Regions from separate parts of the Mus musculus genome. Here regions 1 and 3 are each linked to region 2. Evidence: chromatin contacts called from public promoter capture Hi-C data. All regions are on one chromosome and are shown on one strand. Each heading gives the region's core, a stretch centred on a gene start, on an enhancer-like site or on the middle of the called end of the contact. The rest is flanking DNA. Distances are from core to core; before and after follow the strand shown. Region 1 has its middle 53 kb from the start of Gm15326. Region 2 overlaps Map3k1 (mitogen-activated protein kinase kinase kinase 1). Region 3 has its middle 11 kb from the start of Gm15322.

Region 1 (4,236 bases), core at 545-3,044, 170 kb before region 2:
AGAAGCCAGTCTTCTTTTAATGACCTTCAGATGAAGATGTAGAACTCTCAGCTCCTCCTGCACCATGCCTGCCTGAATGCTGCCATGCTCCTGCCTTGATGATAATGGACTGAACCTCTGAACCTGTAAGCCAGCCCCAATTAACTGGTATCCTTTATAAGAGTTGCCTTGGTCATGGTGTCTGTTCACAGCAGTAAAACCCTAACTGAGACACAGCAATAATTTGATGTTAGCCTCATGGACAGCTTCTCTCCAGATAAACATACTATCACTCTCCAAGACACCATCTGCGTGTAGTTTTCTACCCAAGAGTAACAAAAAAAAAAAAAAAATAGCATCGTTTCTAAAAGAACTAGCTTCTGGAAAGGGAGGATCCTTCTGTCAAGCACAGGGCAATAGTTCCAATTTCCCACTCTATCTGTAGGGCAGTGTAAACAAAAACCTCCAAAGGAACCCGAGTCCTCAGCTGTGTGGAGATGATGCTATTATCAGGTAAAGCAAAAGAAGTGGAGGGACTGTTTTCCTCTTGGGAAAACAACAACAACCACAATAACAGAAAACAACCCTGTGACCAAGATTAGACTTGCTGGACACTTCCAAAGGAGTGAATTCATTTGGTGAGGTTTCCAGACGATACTAAGCTTTAAAAAGCAACCGTAGGCAATTTGTTCCCTGGTCTTCTTGTGGTCTGCTCATCCTTTATAGGGCTACTTAAGCCCTGCAGTTCCTGTGAGATGCTCCTGCCTTTGATTTTCTAGAACCTTATTTATGCATCATTCACTCAGATGCTATTCACAGAGCAAGTCACAGAGACCTGTCTGCTTCTGACACACACACAGTGCCTCCCTAACCAGGCCCGAAGGTCATTGTCTAACTTAGGGTTTCTATTGCTGTGATAAAGCACCATGACCAAAAAGTAAGTAGGGAAGTAAAAGGTTTCTTTGGCTTACTCTTCCAGATCACTCGTCATCATTGAAGGGTGTCAGGATAGGACAGGGTCCACGTCAGGATCCTGGAGGCAGGAGCTGGTACAGAGGCCATGAAGGGATGGTGCTTACTGGCTGGCTTCCCCTGGCTTTCTCACCCTCCTTTCTTATAGAACTTAGAACCACCAATCCACAATGGGCTAGACCCTTCCCGTCAGTCACTAATTAAGAAAATGCCTTACAGCTGCATCTTATCTCAATTAAGGCTCCCTCCTTTCAAGATAACTCTAGTTTGTGTGTCAAGTTGGCATAAGACCAGCACAGTCAAACAAAGCAGAAACTTTTGTTATACTTCCTTATCCACCTCCTATCACAGTGCTCATAGTGGGTTCTCAGACCTACTATGCTCTATACTGCCCTTCCTCCATAATTTCCTTACCCAAAAATAAACTCCATCCTAACAGCCACAGTGACTGAGTTTGTTACATCAATATATTATCCTTTTCTGTTTTGCTTCAGGCAAACAGTACACAGATGCTAAAAATACCCTCAGTGTCTACTTAATGGAAAATGATCACTCTCAAAACCAGAATCCAGGTCAAATCACCATTAAACTTTAGCATCACGGGGAGGTAACAAAGGACACAGGGTAAAATCTGCAGAGCAAACACAGGCGGTAGGTGGATGTTCTCATACCAATTTGGAACTCAGTTCAAGAAGCACCCCACAGTATCAGTCTTTATCACTCTTGTATTACAACGTGACACCAGACTCCTAAAAACAACCTGTTTTATCTAGAATTGAAATACTGAACTAGTTGCTTTAGTCACAGTGGAAAGACTTGGGCTAAAATTAGAATGTCAAGCTTGAATAGACAATATAGAAACCTTGTAATTATGAATTATCACCCAACCCCAAATGTATATAGCCATTGATCAGAGATGACAATGGATAAACTTGCTAGTCTCATAGTCTGCTTTATCCCCTTTGCCCTTTATCAGGGAATTCTGATTCCTGAACATCCATGCTTTACCAAGAGTGAAGAGACATAAGCCAAACTTCAGAGCAGCTCACTAAGCAAACATTTAACAACATCTACCTGGGCTTTGTGGGGCCCTAACTCCTCTCTTCCTCCCAGGGGTCCAATTCCTTGTCAATTCACTGCAACCAAAACAGCTGTATAATGCCAACCTGCTGTTTAGTTACTAAAACATCCACATATTTTTTTTCTACTATGCAAACTACTGATGTAAGGAAATGCCTGTACTCTAAACTCAGAATCAAATCTTGACTAGTCATGTCCATCACTGACTTCCTGCAACCGCAGTCTAATGTTTCCAAAAGATATTAGTGACATTAAAAAAAAAAAAAAAAAAAAAAGTCTGTCAGATTGCTCATTCCCTAATCAGATCCTCCAGGTTCATTACCCTCCCCAGCAAACTGTAGGGAAATGGCTATTCTATAATAAACATAACAAACATTGTTAGAAATACCTTGATCTATTTCTAATCTATGATTATACCAATAGCATCTCCTCGAGCTACAGCTATCCCCCCACTGCCAGGGTGACTCAGGAAGTTAGACTCAGGAGCCCAATGCCCCACCTCAGGGCAGTGCTTTAGAACACAAAGGGACGTGATCTCTGGAAGGAATCATAGACAACAAACTCAAACAGCCTCCTGAGGAAAGTAAGAATGAAACACAATAAGCATCATTTGTCCGTCTTCTACAGTCTACCAAAATCATAGTTGAGTGGAGGAAAAAAAAAGGTTACTTCCATGTCACCAGAGAAGGCCACTCATGCCTTCCAACACTGACATATTAGACTGAACTCATTTGGGACTTTGACCAAACTGTTAGATGGCAGTGATTTCCCCCAGATCGTTGCTCTGCGATATTACTCTGGAGAAGCCATATCTGCTAGCTTATTATCATTGCCACAGTGCTGAGTGCTCTGCCTGGTTGGTACAGTCCATCCTAACATCTTCAAGAAGCTTTTAGTCATACTTTACAGATGGCAAAACTGAGGCTTAGTGTAGTTAAGTTATGGTTGCCCCAAAGAGGATATCTCCTCAAAATGCAAATGTTTGAACCTAACACTCAATGTGATAGATTGAGAGGTGGGGGCTGTTAAAGGCGTGACTGAGTGCTGAGAGCACAGCACCTCCTGAAGAGTTGTATCTGGCCAGTGGCTCACATGTCTGGGTTCTAGTCTGGAAAGGCATCTTGGAAACCTGGAGGAGAAGAGAGAGCTAGGCGGGCGAGAGAAAGATGTAGCTAAGACAGAATTCTGATCAAAGCTCAATTTTACTATTTCCGACACTCAGTTATGAAGCAGGGGAAGGGGCTAATTCCCGCCAAATAATCTTGGAGTCCAGTTGCTCGGTGACCACGTGTATGTCTCCAGAACAGCAAGGGGGCAGGCTCCAGCAGTGGGCGTGGCAGAACGATTGAGCGGCAAGCTCCACCCCTATGCAAACAGTGAAACCTGAGCAAACAGGTTTCAGGCTGGGGAGGGGAGGCTACACTGAAGAGGATTAGTTACATCAGAAAACCAGCCTGAGCCAGGCGGTGGTGGCGCACACCTTTAATCCCAGCACTTGGGAGGCAGAGGCAGGCGGATTTCTGAGTTCGAGGCCAGCCTGGTCTACAAAAGGGCTATACAGAGAAACCCTGTCTCGCAAAAGAAAAAAAAAAAAAAGAAAGAAAGAAAGAAAATCAGCCTGAGGAAGCCAGTGCTGGTAATTGCAGCACTGGGACTGAAGTACAAATCCCATCTTAAGCTTCAGATAGCTTGGACTGCATAGTGAGTTTGAGGCTTTCCAGGGCTACATAGTGAAAGCATGGAGATTGTGAACCAGGGGAGGGAAAAGCAAGAGGAGGAAGGGAAAGAAAACAAGAAATCCCAGTGCACACTCTTGTCCCTTTTCAACTGAAGGAACCAGCCCTCACAAGATACCAAATCTGCTGGTACAGCCATCGGTGACTCCAGAGAGGGAGACTATACGCTGTAGTCGAAGGTATTTTGTTACAGCATCCCACATGGACTAAGACAAATATCTTCCTAAAACATATGGTGGGGAAACGTAATATAATCAGAATTCAGATCTGGCTCACCTGACACAGGACAATAGATCTAACCAGGATACCAGATTGCCGCCGCTATCTGCCGCTATGTAAATCATGAAGACAAGGAATCTAACGGGTGCTAGGTGCCTTCCCAGTTAACTCTAAGGGGACACAGTTGGTCCCTATCACATCCTCTCATGGCCTTCGGAGCTCAGCCACTGCTTTAGCAGGCCGTTCTATG
Region 2 (3,978 bases), core at 153-2,652:
ACCTCGGTCACTCTCCACCTTTGTTGGGATACGGTCTCTCTCTGACCCCGAAGCTCATCAGTTGGGCTAAGATAGCGGTCCCATGCTGAGGCCACAGTGTACAGTTTTGATAGAGGAAATCAGTTGGACTTCGGACGTGGGCTATGAGCGTACCATTTGATACGAGGCCTGAGGAGTTAGAGCGTTAAGAAGCCGGGCTCACGGTTCTGCCTGTCTTCCAGGAGGATCTGTGGCTCACCTCTTGAGTAAATACGGAGCTTTCAAGGAGTCAGTCGTCATTAACTACACTGAGCAGTTACTCCGTGGCCTTTCCTATCTCCACGAGAACCAGATCATTCACAGAGACGTCAAAGGTACGGATCCTAACCGTCTTCTAGTGATGGCAAGAAAACGAGTGTCATTTTAAAACTTGACCCTTGGTGGTTTCTAACACAGGTTTCTAAGTCTAGGACTAAATAACCCTATGATTATTAGAGCCAAAAGGACCCTTACGAGTCGCTCTACTGTCCTCATTAGCACAGCGTGTTCCGTACCACAAGGCTGTGACTTGGCAGGACGTGTAAGACTGAGGCCTCCTCGTCCCCCATCTTGGCTTACAGTGTATCCACAGAAGACCCCTGTTTTTGGTTTTTTCTTAGATAATTTGTGTATCATAAACTTACGAAAATCCTGCCAGATCTTGCAGCTTTGATTTTTATTTATTAAAGGCAACCTGGATTTTTGGGAGGGGGGGTTGGAGACAGGGTCTCTCTGAGTAGCCCTGACTGTCCTGGAACTCACTCTGTAGACCAGGCTAGCCTCGAACTCAGAAATCCGCCTGTCTCTGCCTCCTAAGTGCTGGGACTAAAGGTGTGCGCCACCACTGCCCGGCTGGATTTTCTTTTGTGGATATCTTGAGTATTTAACAATGTTTTTGAAGTGCTGTTGTGATACAAACTTTAATTAAACTGTGATTATAAAATAAGCATATATTTTTGAATTGGCCTATGTTAGTATCAGTCAACAAGCCTTTGCCTTAAAATGTAAACTGAGCCAAAATTTGAAGTCTTAGATTTAGCTGAAATCATTGCTTAAAGGGTTTTGAATCCTGGCTTTCCGGGGTCTTTAAGCTTATTCCTCTATCTCCATGGCCTGATGATTTTGATCTCCAGACTTTCCTTCTGAGGCTTTAGGTTAGACCCACACTAGAGAGACTAGTGTGCCCTTGCATAGATGGAGCAGAGGAAGGCGGGGGCAGCTTTCTGGGAGGCAATGGCTGTACCTACTTTGTCTTAGTTCATTAGCAGCACTTCACTGGGACTCTCGCATGTCCTCATTGATCTAACACGCAGGGTCATTTGCTGTCTCTGTTGACAGGTGCCAACCTGCTCATTGACAGCACCGGTCAGAGGCTGAGAATTGCAGACTTTGGAGCTGCTGCCAGGTTGGCATCAAAAGGAACCGGTGCAGGAGAGTTCCAGGGACAGTTACTGGGGACAATTGCATTCATGGCGCCTGAGGTGAGGAGTGGCTTTGAGTGTAAAGAAGGACAGTGTCGTGGAGTCCGTATGGCAGCATTGTGCCAGGCTATTTCACAGTAGGATCCAGTGTGCACTTAGTAATTGGAAGCTCATGACCTTATAGACTAGTTTTTAACAGTACCTCCCCCCACCCCACCCCCATTTCAGACCCTTATTCCCAACCCTCCCATTTCTGTCTTTTAACAAAATTATAAAAGACAGGTTTTTATAGATTGCTTAAAGGCTACTTGAACACAGAATTGTGGGGTTAGCTTGTTAGTGCCTGTGGTAGAAATATACAGAAGTTACCTCTTGCTTCCCAAGGGAGGTAAGCCACAGAGATGGCCCTGTCTGTCAACATCTTAGCACAGGATGCGCTTCTGAATAGGGCCCGGCCTGAGCTCGTGGCTCTTCGTGTTCAGTGTAGTGGGGATTTGCTCTCGCGCCCCATTGTTTAAGAAGAGGGTTTGCTTTTGAATCCTGGGATGTTTATCTTAGTGCCACATGGACATTAAGCTGGTTAATGAGATGCCAAGCCATCCATGTAATTGTTGTTTGTACCACTGTTTGCCCTGAACTTACACATCAAAAATGGACCTCTTTTCAGTAAGTCACATTTCCAAATTAACTCTGCTTTCTTTTAGGTCCTAAGAGGTCAGCAGTATGGTAGGAGCTGTGATGTATGGAGTGTTGGCTGCGCCATTATAGAAATGGCTTGTGCAAAACCACCTTGGAATGCAGAAAAACACTCCAATCATCTCGCCTTGATATTTAAGGTGATTATGATATGACAACTACTGTTTAGTAGTAAAATTGGCAGAAGTTGGATTCTCAGGCGTTGTCCCTACCAGTCTTTGTCTGTTTTTATGTCATGTTACGTGCATGGATGTTTAGCCTGCATGTTTGTCTCTGCACCACATGCATGTCTGGTGCCTGCAGAAGCCAGAAGAGGGGGTCAGATTCCCTGGAACCAAGTAAGTGTGTGTGTGTGTGTGTGTGTGTGTGTGTGTGTGTGTGTGTGTGTGTGTGTGCATGTGAGGGTATGTGCATGCCATGACACATGGAGATAAGAGGACAGCCTGAGGTGCCAGTCCTCACTCTTCATCTTGTGGAACTGCACCACACTGCTCCAGGACTTCTACTCCAGGGCATTCTCCTGCACCTGGTCCCTCTGTAGAACTACTGGCTTTCTACGTGGGGATCACGGGGTCTGGGACCCCAGCTCAGGCCCACCATCAGGCTTGCACAGCAAGCGGTCTCAGCCACTGAGCTGACTCCCTAATTTGTTTCGTTTGGGAGAGAGGGGTGACTGGGTCTCTATATCGTCCTGGCTGGCCTTAAACACAGAGATCTGCCTATGTCTGCCTCCTGAGTGCTGGAATCACAGGCGTGCCCCACCAAGCCCTGCTCCACTCCCCACATTTTTAAGTGCACTCCTTTTGACTTCTCTGTGCTCCTTATAAGGAATTTATTCTGTGTGGTCAAACTCAGGACCAGGCATTGCACCGTGGGTAAAATACTTAAAGCCTGAACTAACTGTATTTAACAGAAATGTTTGGCTTTTTTTTTCCCCCTCTCCCTGTAAAGGAAAAACAAAAACAGTGAGTGATTACACTTGAGAAGGTGAAAAAGGGTGTCACTTTTGTAAGATGTGAGTGCGTCCACTCATTGTCTCTAGACAGAAAGGGATCATGGGTGTGTGCATTCACTCAGTGTCAGAGATTTTTAGGATTTCTTTTTTTTTCTATCAATTTGCATTTTTTTAATAATCATTCATGAATTTGCTAAGGTGAGGGAAAGGGAGACTTTTACTATGATGAGAAAGTAGGTAGATTTAAATGATTTAGATTCATCCTTTACCTGTTTATGGGATAATAGCTCTTATCTGGCTTGGTGGCACACAACTGTAATTGAAGTACTCCCGAAGTGGAGGCAGAGAGATAGATCCAAGCCATCAGCCTGTCCTAAGTCTTTATCAAAAGAAAGGGGGGAAAAGGTAAAAATTAGCAGTTTATATTGTTTGCTGCTGAGAATTAAGATCTGTCCAACACTGGAGAAAAACTCACTGCACACCACACCATGTAGGTGACTGGGAGGCTATGAGGTTCACACCTGTGTCGCGTGGGAAGCCACTGTGGAAACTCAGGGCTCTGGTTTGCTCTCCTGCAGATTGCTAGCGCAACTACTGCACCGTCCATCCCGTCACACCTGTCCCCGGGTCTGCGCGACGTGGCGCTGCGCTGCTTAGAACTTCAGCCTCAGGACCGGCCTCCGTCCAGAGAGCTGCTGAAACATCCGGTCTTCCGTACCACGTGGTAGTTAATTGTTCAGATCAGCTCTAATGGAGACAGGATATGCAACGCGGAGAGAGAAAAGAGAACTTGTGGGCGACCATGCCGCTAACCCGCAGGCCCTCACGCCACTGAACAGCCAGAAACGGGGCCAGCGGGGAACCGTACCTAAGCATGTGATTGACAAA
Region 3 (3,809 bases), core at 948-3,447, 230 kb before region 2:
TTCCTACCCACCTCATAGGGCTGTGGGAGAACAGCGGGGGCTGCTGTCTGTAAATCACACGGTTCATTCAGTCCCTGCCATGTGGTCACACTTGGTGACGTTGTTGATTATTAGTTTTAGTTTCTACACCAAAAATCTCTCTCTCTCTCTCTCTCTCTCTCTCTCTCTCTCTCTCTCTCTCTTTCTCTCTCTCACTCTCTCTCTCCCTCCCTCCCCGTGTGTGTGTGTGTGTGTGTGTGTGTGTGTGTGTGTGTGTGTTCAGGCCAGCACAAAACCACCCTCATCTGTACTTTTGTGTGCATTTTGTTTCATTCTGTTTTGTTTTGTTTTGGCATTTTTGTCTTATTGGTCTTTGTCTGTTTTTTATTTTGTTTTTGTGGATGGTGGTGTTGTGTTTCTTGTGAGTTTTTGTTTTGTTTTCTTTTTGTTGCTTGCAATTTTTTGTTTTTTGTTTTTTTGTTTCTTTTTAAAAGAAATAGAGAAAAGAAAGTTGAGTAGGTAAGGAGGTGTGGAGACTCTGGGAGGAGTTCGGAGTGAGAGGAACATAATCAAAATATATTGTGTGAAAAATATCCATTAAACACACACACACACATCTCGCAGGACTCAGGCCTCTCCTTCTGCCCTATAGGTGCGGGGAATGACCTCAGTTTCTCGGACTCGGCAGACTGAGTCCTTTTCCCCTCTGAGTCAGCGTACGTACACAAGAGAGTGCACTGTTATCTAACACTAATTCCTATACACATTCTAAAGGCACCCCAGCATTTTGAGCACACTTAATGTTCATGATCTGAATCAGTCAGTGCATGCAGGACTTCTTCACTGATCCCTTGTGCTGAGGAGCCAACTCTCTCCAAAGCCAGAAGTGGAACTACACAGTAGAGTTGCCATGGCAGCATCTGTCCATAATCAATGCTAGCTCCTTACTGAAGCCTTCTGAAGTAGCTGGCCCTGAGTTGTCAGGGTTGTGCGGGCTGGGAGCATCCAAGGCAGGAAACACCTGGGACTCTGCATTCACAGCAAGCAGATGTCACGTGACGACTAAAGTTATGCTGTAAGTTGACTTTACTGTGATGAAGAGATCTATAAAACAAAAACGCCTCTAACCTGTAAGCCCCACTTGCCCAGGGAGAGATAAGATTCTAGAATGCTGGGAGCTGTTGCTCATGCCAGACAACAAGCAGCACGTTTTCACTTCTGTAAACAAGGTTGGTTGCCCCAACTGCACAGGACGTGCTTCATCACAGTGGGCAGGAGGGTAGGTTGTACGTAGGCAGGAAGTATGTCAGGATACATGCTTGCCCGGATTGGATGAAGGTGGAAAGTACACAGCCCGTGGGTGTCGCCTTTATAAACCTGGCTAACGTAATTGAGGCCACTCTCTGGAAATGGGATGGATCTGGCAAGAGCCCATCATTCTGTCTAATATTTAATAAAGCTTGCTTCAAATTTGGCTTAAATCCAAATTGTGGTAATGGTCTTATTCTCACCCAGTTGGGTTAAAAATCAGAGACAAATCACGGTGCAGTGTGATGGAAACCTAGCCCCCTGTCTCTCTCTGCTGAGGTGACCCAGGCTACAGTGCAAAGTACGTTTCATAATTGTCTGCAAATTCAGCGACCAATGGCACTTACCTGAGATTTCCCATCGTTCTTTTTCTCCCCTGAGCCATCTAGCACCCCAGTGCCTTAACTGTTTCTTCCCAGAGTGCTTTGCTACGGAATCGCTTGCCTAGACACCCTCATCTCAGGGTTTGCTTCCGGAAACCTCAACCAAAACAAATTATTAGTTTTAGCAAACTGTTCACCTGATTTCTTTGTACAGTAAACAAACCAATCTCCAGGAGGAGACAGAATTGTCCTTCAGGAGGACAAGATTGCAAGTTGCAGGCATGGGTTGCTAGGTGAAATGGCACCCAGCCACCCCAGAAAGCATCTCCATTTTAGGGCTGCAAACCTCAGAAGGGAGAGCCAGTGTCTCCCTAGGCCTTCTACAGAGCCTGCACTCAAGGACATTTGCCATCGACATTGATTCAAATTTGTTTTCCTTCGCTCCCTTCATGGTTAAAAGCTCTGTTGACTGCCAATTACTGCTCACACCTGAAGAGACTAAGTCAACGGTCCAGGCAAAGGCACACATCTTACAAGCTGACTACCTCCTGGAAGTTCAGAGGCGCACAGATAAGGGAGAAGATAACCTAAAATGAAACTGAGCGAAATTCAATACCTGTTACTTAATATAGAACTGGCTTGAACTATAGAGCAAAGCAATAGTCAACAGAAAACTCAATAGAAGTGCTCTGTCCACACATTTAAAGGGCGGTACCTGATTTTAAAAAGGCCTAGACCACCAAGCTCACTGCCCTAACACACATGTGAATGGTAGGTGCTCAGGAACCTAGAAGTAGGGGCTCTAATTTTTTTGTGATGGGTCACAGCAGTTTAGATGCAAATACTGCTTCCTGCCTCCCCACTGGAGAGCCCTGACAGGCCAGCTGCTGTCTTCTCTCTCTGCACAAGAAGGGCAGCTTTGTGGAGGGGGATCACTACAGCATCTCACATTTCTATTTAGTCCTGGCTCACCTTCTTCCAATTTTCTCATCATCTCCTGAGTCCACATCAGCTAACACCCAAGTTTATAACCCCTCCCGACCCCGATACTCACCCCCCACCCCCACCCCCTTCCCTATCCCTGAGCTGTCTGGAATAAAAGCATTGGTAGGGCATAGAAGGCTGAAAAGGTCAGCTCTGAGAGCTGAAACCATAGGAACCCTTTCTCTTGTAGGTTTTCATCTTTGGGGGTCGGGGCAGCATCTTCTGGAGGATCTTGAGAATCAAAGCAGCTCAGGGAAGGGATTAGGTAGGGAGCCAGGCTGCAGGTTCAAGGCCAATACCAGCTGATACACTCTATGCATCTTGGGGCAAATCCTTGCACTGTGTATTCCTCTCTCTCTTCATTCTTCATGTTAAGGATTCTGGGACCCTCCTCAGGAATGTTTTAAGGCTTACTTAACTGTGCCTGGCTCACAGAGAACACTCGGCAAGTGACATCTACCACTCAGCTCAGAAGCCGATCCTCTTTAAGTCATCATCACCACCACCATCATTACCTTCATCATCTTCAACGCTGTCATCAGCAAACCCTTCCTTAAATAAGTTTTCAAACAGAAAGCACTGCCTTTAAATTGAAAATAAAAGAATAGCTTCCCTGTCCCTGGGAGCCCCCAAATCTGAATAAATCTGTAAAACTGCCTTTTCTTGTACCTTGATCAAAAGGCTTATTTGGTAGTGATATTACATTTACTCCTTCCGTGCTCCTTAGTTTTTAGCCTATGCGATTCCCCTGATGTGCTCAGAAACCCAAGAGATCTGAGCTACTTATGGTTGAACATCGAACAAACGATAAATTAGCTCAGTTGCTTTTCTGCTCTTCCTATACCTTTTAACATGAACAGAGCCAAAAATTGATAGTTCGCTGTTCTTTTTCCTCCTATTTTTTTTTTACCAAATTAAGGATTTTTTTTAAAGTCAGCTGATGTATAAGGAAAAGATTTCCTTTTCTCTCCTGCCTTCTCCAGCAAGTTCGCCAGTTTAATACCCATAATTCCTCACCTTCTCTAGTGCTTGAATTACTCTCCTAACACTAATATACTCTAAACTTGCATAAATGAAATAAACCACCTAGTCAGGACCCTCCACACTGTTAGACGGTGCAAAACACAAATTCAGAGCCTGCTATTTGAAAAGGGAAGAGAATTCCAAGATGGCGGAGGCAGCAAAGAATTCATCCCACAGCTGGAAACCGCAAAG

The links. Capture Hi-C pulls out chosen DNA fragments and counts their contacts.
Region 1: a promoter capture Hi-C map of pancreatic islet shows a contact between it and region 2. The contact joins two enhancer-like sites. A contact is called at or near these places in 1 of 115 datasets of contacts at active chromatin or transcription factors (embryonic stem cells) and 2 of 9 other capture datasets (adipose tissue and pancreatic islet).
Region 3: a promoter capture Hi-C map of pancreatic islet shows a contact between it and region 2. The contact joins two enhancer-like sites. A contact is called at or near these places in 4 of 9 other capture datasets (adipose tissue, embryonic stem cells, liver and 1 more).

Annotation. Positions count from the first base shown.
Region 1 is chr13:111,918,784-111,923,019 of GRCm38.p6, reverse strand. No RefSeq gene overlaps it. Among named protein-coding and RNA genes, the nearest start is that of Gm15326, 53 kb to the right of the region's middle. Within about 2 kb of position 1,794, at least 5 of the 459 cell types and tissues checked have an H3K27ac peak or open chromatin away from gene starts, as enhancers often do. A contact at or near this core is called in pancreatic islet, where this site is marked.
Region 2 is chr13:111,748,740-111,752,717 of GRCm38.p6, reverse strand. Map3k1 (mitogen-activated protein kinase kinase kinase 1) reads left to right here. Exons shown (of 20, transcript NM_011945.3): 17 at 222-353; 18 at 1,357-1,499; 19 at 2,144-2,275; 20 at 3,669-3,978. The coding sequence ends at 3,818. Among named protein-coding and RNA genes, the nearest start is that of Map3k1, 58 kb to the left of the region's middle. Within about 2 kb of position 1,402, at least 2 of the 459 cell types and tissues checked have an H3K27ac peak or open chromatin away from gene starts, as enhancers often do. A contact at or near this core is called in pancreatic islet, where this site is marked.
Region 3 is chr13:111,981,624-111,985,432 of GRCm38.p6, reverse strand. No RefSeq gene overlaps it. Among named protein-coding and RNA genes, the nearest start is that of Gm15322, 11 kb to the left of the region's middle. Within about 2 kb of position 2,197, at least 85 of the 459 cell types and tissues checked have an H3K27ac peak or open chromatin away from gene starts, as enhancers often do. A contact at or near this core is called in pancreatic islet, where this site is marked.